3 separate regions of the Hordeum vulgare genome follow, and regions 1 and 3 are each linked to region 2. A link is a contact called in public Hi-C data. All regions are on one chromosome and are shown on one strand. The core of a region is the stretch at or near the end of the contact, and the rest is flanking DNA. Distances in the headings are between cores, read along the strand shown.

Region 1 (4,088 bases), core at 773-3,272, 240 kb before region 2:
TATTAGTGTTATTATTATTTTACATATATACAAACATATCCCCATATCTGTGTTTTTGAAAATTGACATATCATGGTATCCGTACCCGTATCGCCATATCTGGACAACATAGGTGTTAAGCAATGCATATAATTAATCATACAATGAAACGAACAAAATAGACAGTACAAAAACATACACAATTGCAGAAACAGCACGGCAGTATCTCTCCCACATGCTCCGGAATCTTGGCTGGCCTCCAAGATCCCACAATTTTATTGTGACATTTCCTTTGGTTACCTTTCTCATATTGAATCCTACTGTGGGAATCATGTCCTCGCTAAAACCTCCTGTCTGCAGAATAGGTTGTCCATGGTAAATCAGCACAACTCCAGGAAATGAATAGTGACAAGAAAGCATGAAACTTACAGCAATGACATTCACAAGCGAAGTTTTCCCCGCATTTTGGAGGCCAATCAATGAAAGCTCCATTTCTTGCTTGAAAAAGAGGCTGAAGGTGCAAAAAAAAAATGTAAATACTTGAATCAAGCTCCAATAAAGTAAAGATGAGTAACTAACTACGTCGGTCCATTTATTTTCTTGGTACACATGCCAAAACTGTGCTCCGCCACTTAATGATGCCATGTGGAAGAGATCCTCTAAACCCAAGCCCCTTTTTTATATATGTATAAGAAGCAAAAAGCCTATCTGGCTGGTAGGTAGAAATGGAACAAATCATAGCATACAGCACACTGGCAGCTCATTTTCATTCCAATGATTGGATTCCAAGAGAGCATTACCGAACTTGGGCTATTTCTACTATGGCAAATTCAATGGTAAGCATGCATCGACAAATTATCACAAACTAAACCTTTAAGTAAATTTATCACGAGGATGAGGCATTACATGGTATGTGTGGTAGCTCTATCTTAGTCAACATAACGACATAACGGGTAGAATTTATCACGTGCCACATGGTTTCTCAAGAGTTCATTGAGCGGAACGGGAAAGTACATTAACTAATGCATATTGGAAATGGCTTTCTTTTCTCCTCTTGACAAGATAGAGTCCATAAGAAAGCAGGATAACAAAAAATACTGAATATGGCATTATCATGAGAAAATGGCATCCGACTCCACGCACTCTACGACGTGATGTTAGCACCGAATAAATTAACCTCCTCAACAAAATAGATAAAGAAAAAGTCCGTGTCCCTTCAGCTCTCATATCGATAGGAGGGCATGCACGATTAAATACTATGATCGACGTGTTCAATCAATAACGTTGATCGCCATGTGTAGTCGATCGCGAGAAGTTGCGCCATACAAAGATACCACAAAGCACGCCACAAAGCCACAAAAACTGCATAATCTGAACTTGGCTCACGTAAAATAACCAGAAGGACCAAATTTCCTTATGATTACGGGCATTATTAGATGAGAAAAACAAATAACACCATGCAGCTGCTAACCAGCATCACCTTCATACGGGTCAAAACGTTCTTTCAAGTGCCAACCATCAACAACAGCTTCCTACGAAATACACGGTAACATGACTATCGTCCTACCCCCCCCCCCCAGCAAGCATCCGATCCAGCGAGCAACCAGGGCATGCTAATCCTAGACCGGCCCGGAATTCCCAGATCTCCCGCACGCGGACCCCGCGCCCGTCCCGCAATGCGCAGCGCGTCAAACTCGAGAACCCGAACCCGGCCACCCGGGACATGTGCTTGTGGAACCGTACCTGCGGAGCCAGTTGAGGAAGGCCTCCCAGAACCCCATGGCGGCCGCGCGCGGCGTGCTCCCTCTTCCTCCGCGAAGAGGAAGGGCTGGGCGGTCGCGGGGAGGGGCGGCGGTGGCGGCAGGGCGAGGGCGGATTGCGAGGCGGAGGAGGATTCGGTGGTGCGGGTGGCCGCGCTTACTTTATTTGGAGGCGCGGATGGATGGGGCGGGGGCGGGGGCGGGGCGACAGGGAGGCCGGAGGAGGAAGAAGAGAGGGGAAAGAGCTGAGGGTATTATTGGCGTCCACCAATCATATGGCATCTCGTGGCCGGGTGGGGCTGGGGTTGGTGCCTTTGATTTTTATTATTTTCTTTTCTTTTTCGATAATGTTATTGAGGAAATTTTTGGTTTATCTACGCCCATTTTAATCGGAGTTTCACCTGCGAATAGGACTGTTGTTAGTTAAGACTCCTTCTCTTTTTTTTGTAATAACTTATACTGTATTACTTAAGGGAAAATCTAAGTAACGACGCCGCACCTCTTCCTTCCCGTGTGGCGGGCGCGCGTAGCGATCCGTGCAGGCATCGTACGACCCTGTGTTATAGCATGCAGTGCGACGGAGTTTTTTAATGTCGAATTTTTAAAAAGTTTTATCTTTTAAACTATAAATTCAATCGATGATCTGTTTTCACGGTTAGCTTTCTCGCAACGAGATCTTCAAAACTAGATCCCATGTCGACATGTTTCGACAACTTTTTTTTCATCGATAGTTGTCAGATTATTATTATTTAGTTGTTAGATTATGAGACACTTAGTAGCCACATTTAATTAACCTAGTTGTCAACTTGGCAACTGTGTGTATAGATTTTTATCAACTACGCTTGTTTAAACCAGACGACCGTGATTGACAAATTATTGTTGTCTTGTAGGAATTTTCATTATACATGATATAAACGCATGTCATAGGTTTCGTTTGTCAATTTAAATATGTCAACTTGTCATATTTACATACAACTTTGTCAGAAAAATATTTTGTGTGTTTGCTAGTTTAACTATGCCGACTTGTCATATTTACTACTCCCTCCGTTCCTAAATATAAGTCTTTTAAGAGTAAGTGACCATATACGGAGCAAAATGAGTTAATCTATACTCCAAAATATGTCTATATACATCCGTATGTAGTTTCCTAGTGGAACATTTAAAAAGACTTATATTTAAGAACGGAGGGGGTAACAATTACCAAAAAAAAAAGATTTCTTCTGGTCATCGATTTTAAATATGTTGAGTTGTCATATTTTTACACGTTATCGTCCTAAAAATGTCGTTTGTGCTTGCTCGTTCGATTATGTCGAGATGTCATATTTATACGCAATTTCTAAAACATATGGCGATTAAGTTAACTTTTATCAGACAAGTAAGTATTTACTAATATGACAAGTACGTACAACAAATGTGGTAAGTATGAGAAACAAAAAAGTTGTCGAAACATGTTGACATAGGATCTAGTTCTAAAGATTTTGTCGAAACAAAGTTAACGACGAAAACGGATCATCGATCGAATTAGTGGTTTGAAAGATAAAACTTTTTAAATTTTAATCATTTTAAAAAAATCTGATGACATCATTACATGCATGCATGAATGACGAAGGGAGAGGGTTTGGATGCAGCATCACATTGCTTTTTTAAAAGTAACATGATTAGTAAAGCATTAAAGTAACGCTACTTTTTTATTAGGATGGTGATTAGTTCGGCCGCCGCACCACAAGACGCAAGGGCAGCGCCGCTGGTGTTGGGGAACGTCGCATGGAAACAAAAAAATTCCTACGTGCCGCGCATGAAGACCTATCATGGTGATGTCCATCTACGAGAGGGGATGTTCGATCTACGTACCCTTGTAGACCGCACAGCAGAAGCGTTAGTGAACGCGGTTGATGTAGTGGAACGTCCTCACGTCCCTCGATCCGCCCCGCGAACCGTCCCGCGATCTAGTGCCGAACGGACGGCACCTCCGCGTTCAGCACACGTACAGCTCGACGATGATCTCGGCCTTCTTGATCCAGCAAGAGAGACGGAGAGGTAGATGAGTTCTCCGGCAGCGTGACGGCGCTCCGGAGGTTGGTGGTGATCTTATCTCAGCAGGGCTCCGCCCGAGCTCCGCAGAAACGCGATCTAGAGGTAAAACCGTGGAGATATGTGGTCGGGCTGTCGTGGCAAAGTTTTCTCAAATCAGCCCTAAAACCTCCGTATATATAGGGGGAGGAGGGGGAGCCTTGCCTTGGGGTCCAAGGACTCCCAAGAGGGTCGGCCGAGCCAAGGGGGGCAACCCTCCCCTTCCAAATCGAGTCCAACTAGGTTTGGAAGGAGGAGTCCTTCCCCCTTTTCCCACCT
Region 2 (4,050 bases), core at 1,033-3,532:
GACAATTGGTACACTTTAAAGAGTTGCTATGATGACCTCTTTGAGGGATCGGTTGGTTCGAGCTCATGCCAATTGAAATGGAAATCCTAGGTGCCTCGACGGGCCAAGTTCTTCATTCGGCTTATGTGTGAGGGCCATTGCTGGACATTTTTCTTGTTGGGGGTCTCCATGATTTTCTTTTTAGGTGCTCTGGTACCAATCATAGGAGACAATGGCTCACCTCCTCACCGCGTGCCCCTTCTCATGCTCGGTGTGACACTAGGTGCTAAAGTAGATCAGTTCCATGATGCCCCCTCCTCCTTAGAAGGGTAGGTCTTTGTGGATTAGTGGAAGCACAGCTATCTCTTTGTCCCACCCCGGCCCGGAAGGGCACCGCTTGTTTTATAATGTTGGCGGCCTAGTGCATCCTAAAGCATCATAACATGATCATCCTCGATGAGGCCCAACTGAGTAGTGGGTGCGAAGGGGTGACCACCCTGCTCTCGGCGACGAAAACTAGCAACTAGGGATCTTGTGTTGCAATCCACGGGTTAATCCATAAATGGTGTGTTGTCCATCTTTGGGCCTATACTAAATCTTCTTCTATCAACACGTCGGAACCTAAGACTTTTATGTGTCCATGTTTTTATTTATCCGAGAGCATAACTGCACCCCTCACCCTTCGTCCCAAATTCTTCATCTTAGATTTTTTCTAGATACAAATGAATTTAGACACATTTTAGTGTTATATGTACGTCCCCATATCTAGACAACTTTAAGACTAGCAATCCCATTGCCGGTTTATGAGATGCATGATTTTATAGCCTGGAGCCCAGCGAAGAATGGCGTTTTTTCAGTTCGATCAGCATATCAAATGGAATGGAATTCCAGGTTTGGCAACCTAATACAGGTCAGTACTGGGTCTTCTTCACCAAGTGACAAATGGGAGTTGGTATGGAGTCTGGAATGTCCTGCAAAAATCAGAATTTTCATCTGGAGATTATTACAGTCAGCTATCCCCTGTCGGTCTGTATTAGCATCCAAGCATATGAAGGTCAAAACCCAGTGTCCAGAATGCAAGAAGGGGCCACACAGTATTCGTCACTTCCTTTTCGAATGCCCCAGATCATCAGCAGTTTGGAAGCAGTTGGGCATGTTCGATATTGTTAAGAGGGTATGCACTAAGTATAAATCGGGTGAGGATGCCATTTATGATCTGTTGCATATGGAAACATCAGGAATCATTCTCTTGGGCTTCCCGAAACTCCGAGAGGTGGTCGCTACTGCTGCTTGGTATCTGTGGTTCGAACACCAAAAGGTATATCATGGAGATGACATCCAAACAGCGTCTCAAATTGCCCTAGCCATACGTGGACTGTCGGCAAATTTCAGTATTGCATGTGCCAATACAGCAAAAGGCCGAACTGGAGGATGGAGCAAGCCACCGCACGGCTATGTCAAACTGAATGTCGATGCAGGCTTTGATCACGACCTACTCCGAGGATCGATTGGGGCAATTATCAGGGACCAAAAAGGTCAGTTCTTGGCAGCAGCAGATAATATTGATATATGCTATGACTCAAACACTGCAGAAGCATTGGCGGTGAGGTTTGGGCTCAACCTTGCAAGAACTATAAGGTGCAGCAAAATTGTGGTGAACTCTGATAATCTGGAGATAGTGGAGGATCTTAAGAAGGGATATTCTTCTTCGGCAGCTTCGGCAATCATCGATGATTGTTTCTTTTTGGGATCGGAATTCAAGCATGTTTTATATGATCATTGTGGTAGAGATAGTAATCAAGTAGCGCATGAACTAGCTAAGTTAACTAAATCTCCCCCCCCCCCCCCCTAGCTGTTGGATGGACTCAGCTCCTCCTGAGATCATCCCAGCTATTGTAAACGATATGATTACCCTTATTGCTGAATAAAGTGGGAAGAAGTTTTCAAAAAAAAAAAAAGGAGCAAAAGAGGGGTACCATTTGCTACTGGTCCAAATCACTCTAGTTTGGCCCGGTGATTTCGGCCTGTTTAACCGCGGAGATAAGCGGCGTGATCCCCTACGCAACTCAACTGCCCGCCGCGTATCAGCAAAAGGATCATACCACACTCAAGAAACAAAAAAGCAAAAGGATCATACGCGTGTTGCGCAAGGACACAACGTGACGTCCCCCGTCGTGCACCGCGCCCCACCCTACCATCCGTCCGTTCCAAGATCAACAGCCCAGATCCCCTCCTAATCCCCAAGCGACCTTCCCTAACCCTCCGCGGACCCTTAAATACCAACTCGCCGCCATTCCCCCCGGGCTTTTGATCAATCGACCGACCGACTCGATTCCCCCGCAGAGCCTGAGGGAGATCGGAGGCGATGGGAGGCGGGGGCATGGGGATCCGCGCGGCCGCCAGGGCCGCCTTCATCGGCGGCTACCGCTCCGCCTCGAACGCCCGCCGCGCCGTCCTGCCCCCCTCCTCCGCCGCCGCGGCCGACGCCCGCCCCGCGTCCACGGCCGCCACCTTCGACGACTGGTACATCCCCGACCGCGAGGTGTTCGGCCCCGTGCCCTCCCACGACGAGGCCATGGCCGCCACCCTCGACCTCAGGGACGCCTTCGAGATGTGCGCACCGCTCAACTTTACTGATTACTTGTCACTTCTCCTCCCCGTTTCCTTTGTTTTACTAAGATAGATTAACTAATGTCATGGGCCAAACTGGTGATGGTTTGATAGATGTGCTTCATATCCATGAAGTGTTAGTTGCAAAATGATGCGATTGCACGTCTGGTTGTTAGGCAGTGACAGAGCCCTGTTATAGTGGTTGACTCCGTTCTGTTTTTCTTTTCCAGCAGATTGTTCTTATCTGTTGTCTGGTGTGACACAAAATTTGTATTAGGAGCGTTCAGCAGTTTTCAGACAGATTCCAGATTTTCTTTTAAAAATTTAGGCACTCTTCATGCTTATCCGTGATGTGCCTGTCGCTGAGTGCTTGTCACTGGAATCGTGCCATGAGAATTTGCTTCACAGAAATCACGGCCAATGCTTGTTTAGGGTTTACATTGCATTTTTCTAAAGAATTGCCTGATCCAAACCCTAAAAGTATCTCGACGTGTCAGTCATGTAGAGTTGTTCTTCTAGCCATGTCATATGATTCTGTATTCGATTACTTTTCTTCTTGTACGCTTTTCAGCTCTTCTGTATACCGCTTTGGGCCTTTTGGCTCATGTACAAGACAGATGTTGTGTTTACTAACAAACTGATGAATTTTGTTCATGCAACCAGTGCCAAGACTGAATCCCATGGTGCCCGCCTGGATATGTCGCATGGTGGTCCCACAAAGGTCGCTCAGGAAACATTTCAGGATCATCCCCATTCAGAAGCATCTATGCATGAAGAGAAGAATGACAATTTGTCCGTTGCCTCTGGATCCTCTGCACGTGTTATTGAAGCCTTCACCATGCTACAGGACAGCCCTGAAGCTCAGGTAATTAAGCTCTAACTTGTACTGAAGGTGTCAAGTCAAGGTCGTCACCCTAATGATGTGCTGTGGAGTCACGATTTTTCCATTTCTTCCTGCTAGCTAGCATCAGAAGATAAGTTGATTTCGTATATTGGCATAATGTCAGCCCCCTTTTTTGTTCATGCAACTTCAGTTGGCACTAAGTGCAAACAACCCAACATTGTTGTTTATTTACCTGAAGCATGGGTTCTACTTGGGCTGCAGGATGTTGTTGCTTCGCTTGCGTCTGATAAGAATGTCTGGGAAGCTGTGATGAAGAATAAAAAACTTGTGGAGTTTTACAAGACAAGTAAGCGCCCAACCATCATGTAATAATATATCTAGTTCAGTTAACCATTGGACACGTATACGCAATAACTTGGTTCATACACCTTCCCGTTCTCAGACCTCAGCGAGTCATCCAGTGTCACTGACGAAGCTGAACAGAGCGACGCTGAGAGCTCGCAGAGCAGCAATGCTGTCTTGCCAGGAGACGCATTCAGCGATTACATTCAGAAGATGAAGGCGTTCGTGTCGGAGATGGTGACAAATCTTTCGAGCATCATGCAGGACCTGGTGGC
Region 3 (4,207 bases), core at 175-2,674, 160 kb before region 2:
ATGAAAATCAAACGGTGACCTTATGACACATACGCTTCATGTGAGTGAGCACACAACATGATATGTAGGCCCTGAAATACGATCTACTATATTCTTTCAGACTTCTAAACCCCACACGTATTTCTAGATTGACAATTCTTTTATATATTTTTAAGATATATCACTTGCACTATAGTGGTCTGATTGTTATTTTAAAAGTTGTACATGTAAGATAAGGCCTTGTTTGGTTCTTTCATAATTGAAGGGGTTTGGAGGGGATTGAGAGGGATTAAATCCCCTATGAGTCAAATTCCACCTCAATCCCTTTCAATCCTCTCCAATCCCCTCCTCCCTGAGATTAACCGAACAAGCCCTAAATGAAGCAACCCATTTGCTTTCGAGATTTTTTAGAACAATACATATACAAACACTCACACACACACACACACACATCTACTACCCCTATGAATACACACACACATCTACTATCCCCTATGAACACATAGACGCAAACCCTACCTTTATGAACACCTCTAAAAGACTAAGCCGACATATTATTTTGAAATTGATCAAGTCATCATAGACGTCTTCGTTGTCGATGGAAATATCTCATCCCAATGAACACACACCGTTACAAGGCCTGAAACAAATCCACGATAATGCGAGCATCAAGTCTAGAACTTAAACCTTGATGGGTTGAGATACCACTCTCCTCCTAACGTCTAACCAAATGTTGGTTCGCTTGCTTTCAAGGGCTTACGAAAATGGAGCTATTCCTGAAGCTATTTTGGAACATCATTAACGTTGATATAACTTTTCGACTATGTTTACAAAACAATGATCCAGTCATAGTTTTAAAAGCCAAACCAGATCGTCGGTCCAACCGAAAACACCGTGAACCGACGTCTTGCCTGTTTTTAAAGGTGTACGGTATTTTAGTAAAAAGATCAAAACTATATTTAAAAGAAGATGCATCAACAAGGAATCAAACACCTAACATTCATGCAAGGAATGCGTTTTATGATTCATTAATGGTTTACATCCAATATTACTCCTATATTTTTTACTTAAAAGGAGTATGTGTATTTAAAAGGAGTATGTGTATTCATTTGATGTGAGATCATTTTTTTATATACCTTAAATATTTGTTTTTTTTCTTTATGATAAACCGGCGAGTAAAACCGGGTTCAATTTTTTAAACTATATTGATATAAGCAACCAAGACATGTCAAGCACGGCGGCCACCTGCCGCGGGCGACCATCCGCAACCCAACCTGTCCCCGACCCAAGCCGCACGGCACGCCCGCCGCACAGCAGCAGCAGCAGCAGCACAGGTGTCTTCCGCCCCTCCAATCCGCCACTCCCCACCCACCATTACGTGACGGGCGACCTTTCTTTCCAGAGCGCCCCGCCCCCGCAGCTCCACTGTCCGCGACCGCGACCGCGGGGAACCAGAGTAAAGCAAAGCAGAGGCGCTCGTCGTCCCGATTCGCCACACAAACAAGTCGCATTGCCAGCCGCTCAAGCCAAGCTAACCCCTCCATGATCTCCCCGGGAACCAGATCACAGCCCGCCTAATCTAATCAGAGAGAGAGAGGGAGAGGGAGAGCATCTCCCGTCCCCCGTCGCCTGACGAGATCTCAGGACAGGAGCGCCAGCCCGCCCATGGTGAGCGAGCTCCGCCGATTTCTTTAATCGGTTGTTGGGGGAGGTTATTATTCTTATTCTTCTGCTAGTAGGTGGTACTACTTACAAGGTGGGATTGGGCTTTGCTTCTTTTTTTTAGCTTGTCCTCTTCGGCCCCCTGGATCAACCCGCCATGGTGAGCTTAGCTTGTCTTCGTTTCTCTTTTCCTGCTCCTTTTTTCGTTTTCATTTTGTTTGCGTGCTGAGTGAGTGGTTTCTTGGTTTGTCCTCTGTTCTTGGCGCCAATTTCGCTGGATTCTCACTACAGCTCTCCGTCTTGGCTCGCTCGAGTTGAACTTATCTGAGAAGGAGAAGGATGCGCTCTGTTTTGGCGAACCTTCCCGAAATCATCTCGTAATGAAATTATGAAACACGGGAAATTTCTTGTCATGCTGCGCTAAATTGGGGATGAAATCTGGCGCCCGCGAAATGCTGGGCTTGTCCATGCCGCACTTTTTTCCTTTCTTGATTTGACACATGTAGCCGCGAGCCTGCTCATTTTCCGGAAATTTCCAAGTTCCATCTTTTTACAGTCTGATAAGACATCCTTTCTTCCTTCTCCTGCTGCAGCGCATACCAGCCGGAGCGGATGAGCGGCGGCAGCATGGCCATGGGCGCGAGGAGCAAGCACCATCCCAAATCTTTGGCCCTGCGCTGCTACTGCTACGCGGCGAGCCACCGCTCCCTGACCCTGCTGGTGTGGGGCCTGGCGGCGCTGGTGGTCCTCCTGAACTTCCACCTGCTCGTCACCCACGGCAAGGATGAGCAGACCGGCAGGGCGAGCGAGATCCACCGGACGGTCCTCAGGGAGCTGGAGGTGGTGGAGGAGGAGAGGTTCCAGGTGACGCCCGCCCGGAGCCGGAGGAACCCGCGGGCCGTGCGGCGCAAGGGGGAGCACACCAAGCCGCTGTCCGTGGTGGACGAGTTCCTGGACGAGTCCTCGGCGGTGCACGACATGTTCTTCCCGGAGCCGAGGACGGCCATCGACCCGCTCCATGGCGGCAACGACAGCATGTACTTCTACCACCCCGGCAGGGTGTGGCTCGACACCGACGGCAAGCCGATTCAGGCTCACGGAGGCGGCGTGCTGTACGACGAGAGGACCGAGACCTACTTCTGGTACGGAGAGAACAAGGATGGCAAGACCTACAAGGCTCACAGCAAGGGTGCTGATCGAGTAAGTCGAATCGTTCTGATGCTCTGAATTTTCTGTTATCATTTGTATGTTACTCCTAAGGAGCTTCCGTATCATTTTGGTGGATTAATCAGGACCATACATTATTGCCGTATTGCTGTACTTGAAATGTACTACTAACTGAATTTAGAGCCAGACATAGCATTTACATTTATTTGCTCTATTCTTCAGTAATGCATCAGACAGTACGTACAGAAGCAGAGTTGATCAGCCTCTTTAGCAAGCCTTGCACTTGCACATGAGCCTAACAAGTGCGAGTAGGCTTAACAACATAGTCAAACTGTAAACAAAAAGGGTGGGGGAAACATCGACTATCTTTTGTGTCATTATACCAGACAACAAAAAATCTTTAATTCTACAAACATAGTACTAGCAAACCCTGCTTTTTTCCCCTTCTAAATATCGTTGCAGGGGTTTTAGCACCTGTGAAGTAGTTGTGCTAATGCACGTATCTAAATTTTTCTGACCTTTTAGATTCTGTCGCTGAGGCCCAGTTGCTAGTGGACATGTTGCAAGTAATTTTCTGTTGGGAAGGTAAGGACGTTATTTGGGTTGTGTGAAGACAGGTCACTAGGAACGTAGGTTAATATATAAATTCTAGAGATAAATAATACTGCCTCCGATCCAGTGTCACAATTTTGAACTAAGCTTGAACTAACCTTAGTTCAAAACTGTGACACTTATTTTGGATCGGAGGGAGTAGATAATATCTGGACATTTATAGTCTGATGGTATTCTGTTGTATAAAAGAATACTCTATGTCCATTCCTAGTTAATTGTTTTGAAGACTTTTAGTATCTAAAAAGATACACAATGCTTGTGCATTCTCTAGAAAGACTATTATTCAGTGTCCATTTGTTGCAGTCTAGTATCAGCAGAATTAGATGACATATACGTGATTGTGCAGTCCAGTATCATCAGAATTAGAAAACAGTGCTTGTGCATTTTCTAGAAAGACCATTGTAGTTTTTTAACAAAATTAGAGAGTTAGTTTAGGAAATTTACCATGATTGTAGTTCTTCCGTTTAGTTAACCCAAGTTGACCACAATACTGCCACACCATGTAATACTATCAGCTAATCAACTTTCATAGGATGTTTGACACTGGATTCTGAAAATTAAGAAAACGTGCAGTTCTGATGTGATTTGAGACATTTTTTCAGCTCATTAAGGATTCTTCGGTAGGGTCTTACTTGCCATCCGTACAGAGCACCCACACCTGATAGACAAAATGCACCACTATGTAGACATACATTTGCATCTTGCTTCTGACATACTCCCTCCGTTCACTATTATAAGATCTTCTAGTAACTTTTTCTGATTTGGATGTATATATAGAAGCATTTTG

The links. A called contact is a pair of places that touch in the nucleus more often than the background predicts.
Region 1: a contact with region 2 is called in a Hi-C map of seedling, with 3 times the contacts expected there. The contact joins the promoter of LOC123449413 here to the promoter of LOC123446888 in region 2. A contact is called at or near these places in 2 of 6 Hi-C or Micro-C datasets (leaf and seedling).
Region 3: a Hi-C map of leaf shows a contact between it and region 2, with 3 times the contacts expected there. The contact joins the promoter of LOC123449411 here to the promoter of LOC123446888 in region 2. A contact is called at or near these places in 2 of 6 Hi-C or Micro-C datasets (leaf and seedling) and 1 of 1 datasets of contacts at active chromatin or transcription factors (embryo).

Annotation. Positions count from the first base shown.
Region 1 is chr4H:545,508,877-545,512,964 of MorexV3_pseudomolecules_assembly, reverse strand. It overlaps LOC123449413 (ADP-ribosylation factor-like protein 8a), which reads right to left and starts at 2,022. Exons shown (of 5, transcript XM_045126632.1): 1 at 1,723-2,022; 2 at 409-490; 3 at 179-333. The coding sequence starts at 1,760.
Region 2 is chr4H:545,271,104-545,275,153 of MorexV3_pseudomolecules_assembly, reverse strand. It overlaps LOC123446888, which reads left to right and starts at 2,282. Exons shown (of 4, transcript XM_045123430.1): 1 at 2,282-2,592; 2 at 3,253-3,454; 3 at 3,695-3,779; 4 at 3,876-4,050. The coding sequence starts at 2,345.
Region 3 is chr4H:545,431,461-545,435,667 of MorexV3_pseudomolecules_assembly, reverse strand. LOC123449411 reads left to right here and starts at 1,424. Exons shown (of 3, transcript XM_045126628.1): 1 at 1,424-1,647; 2 at 2,235-2,841. The coding sequence starts at 2,254.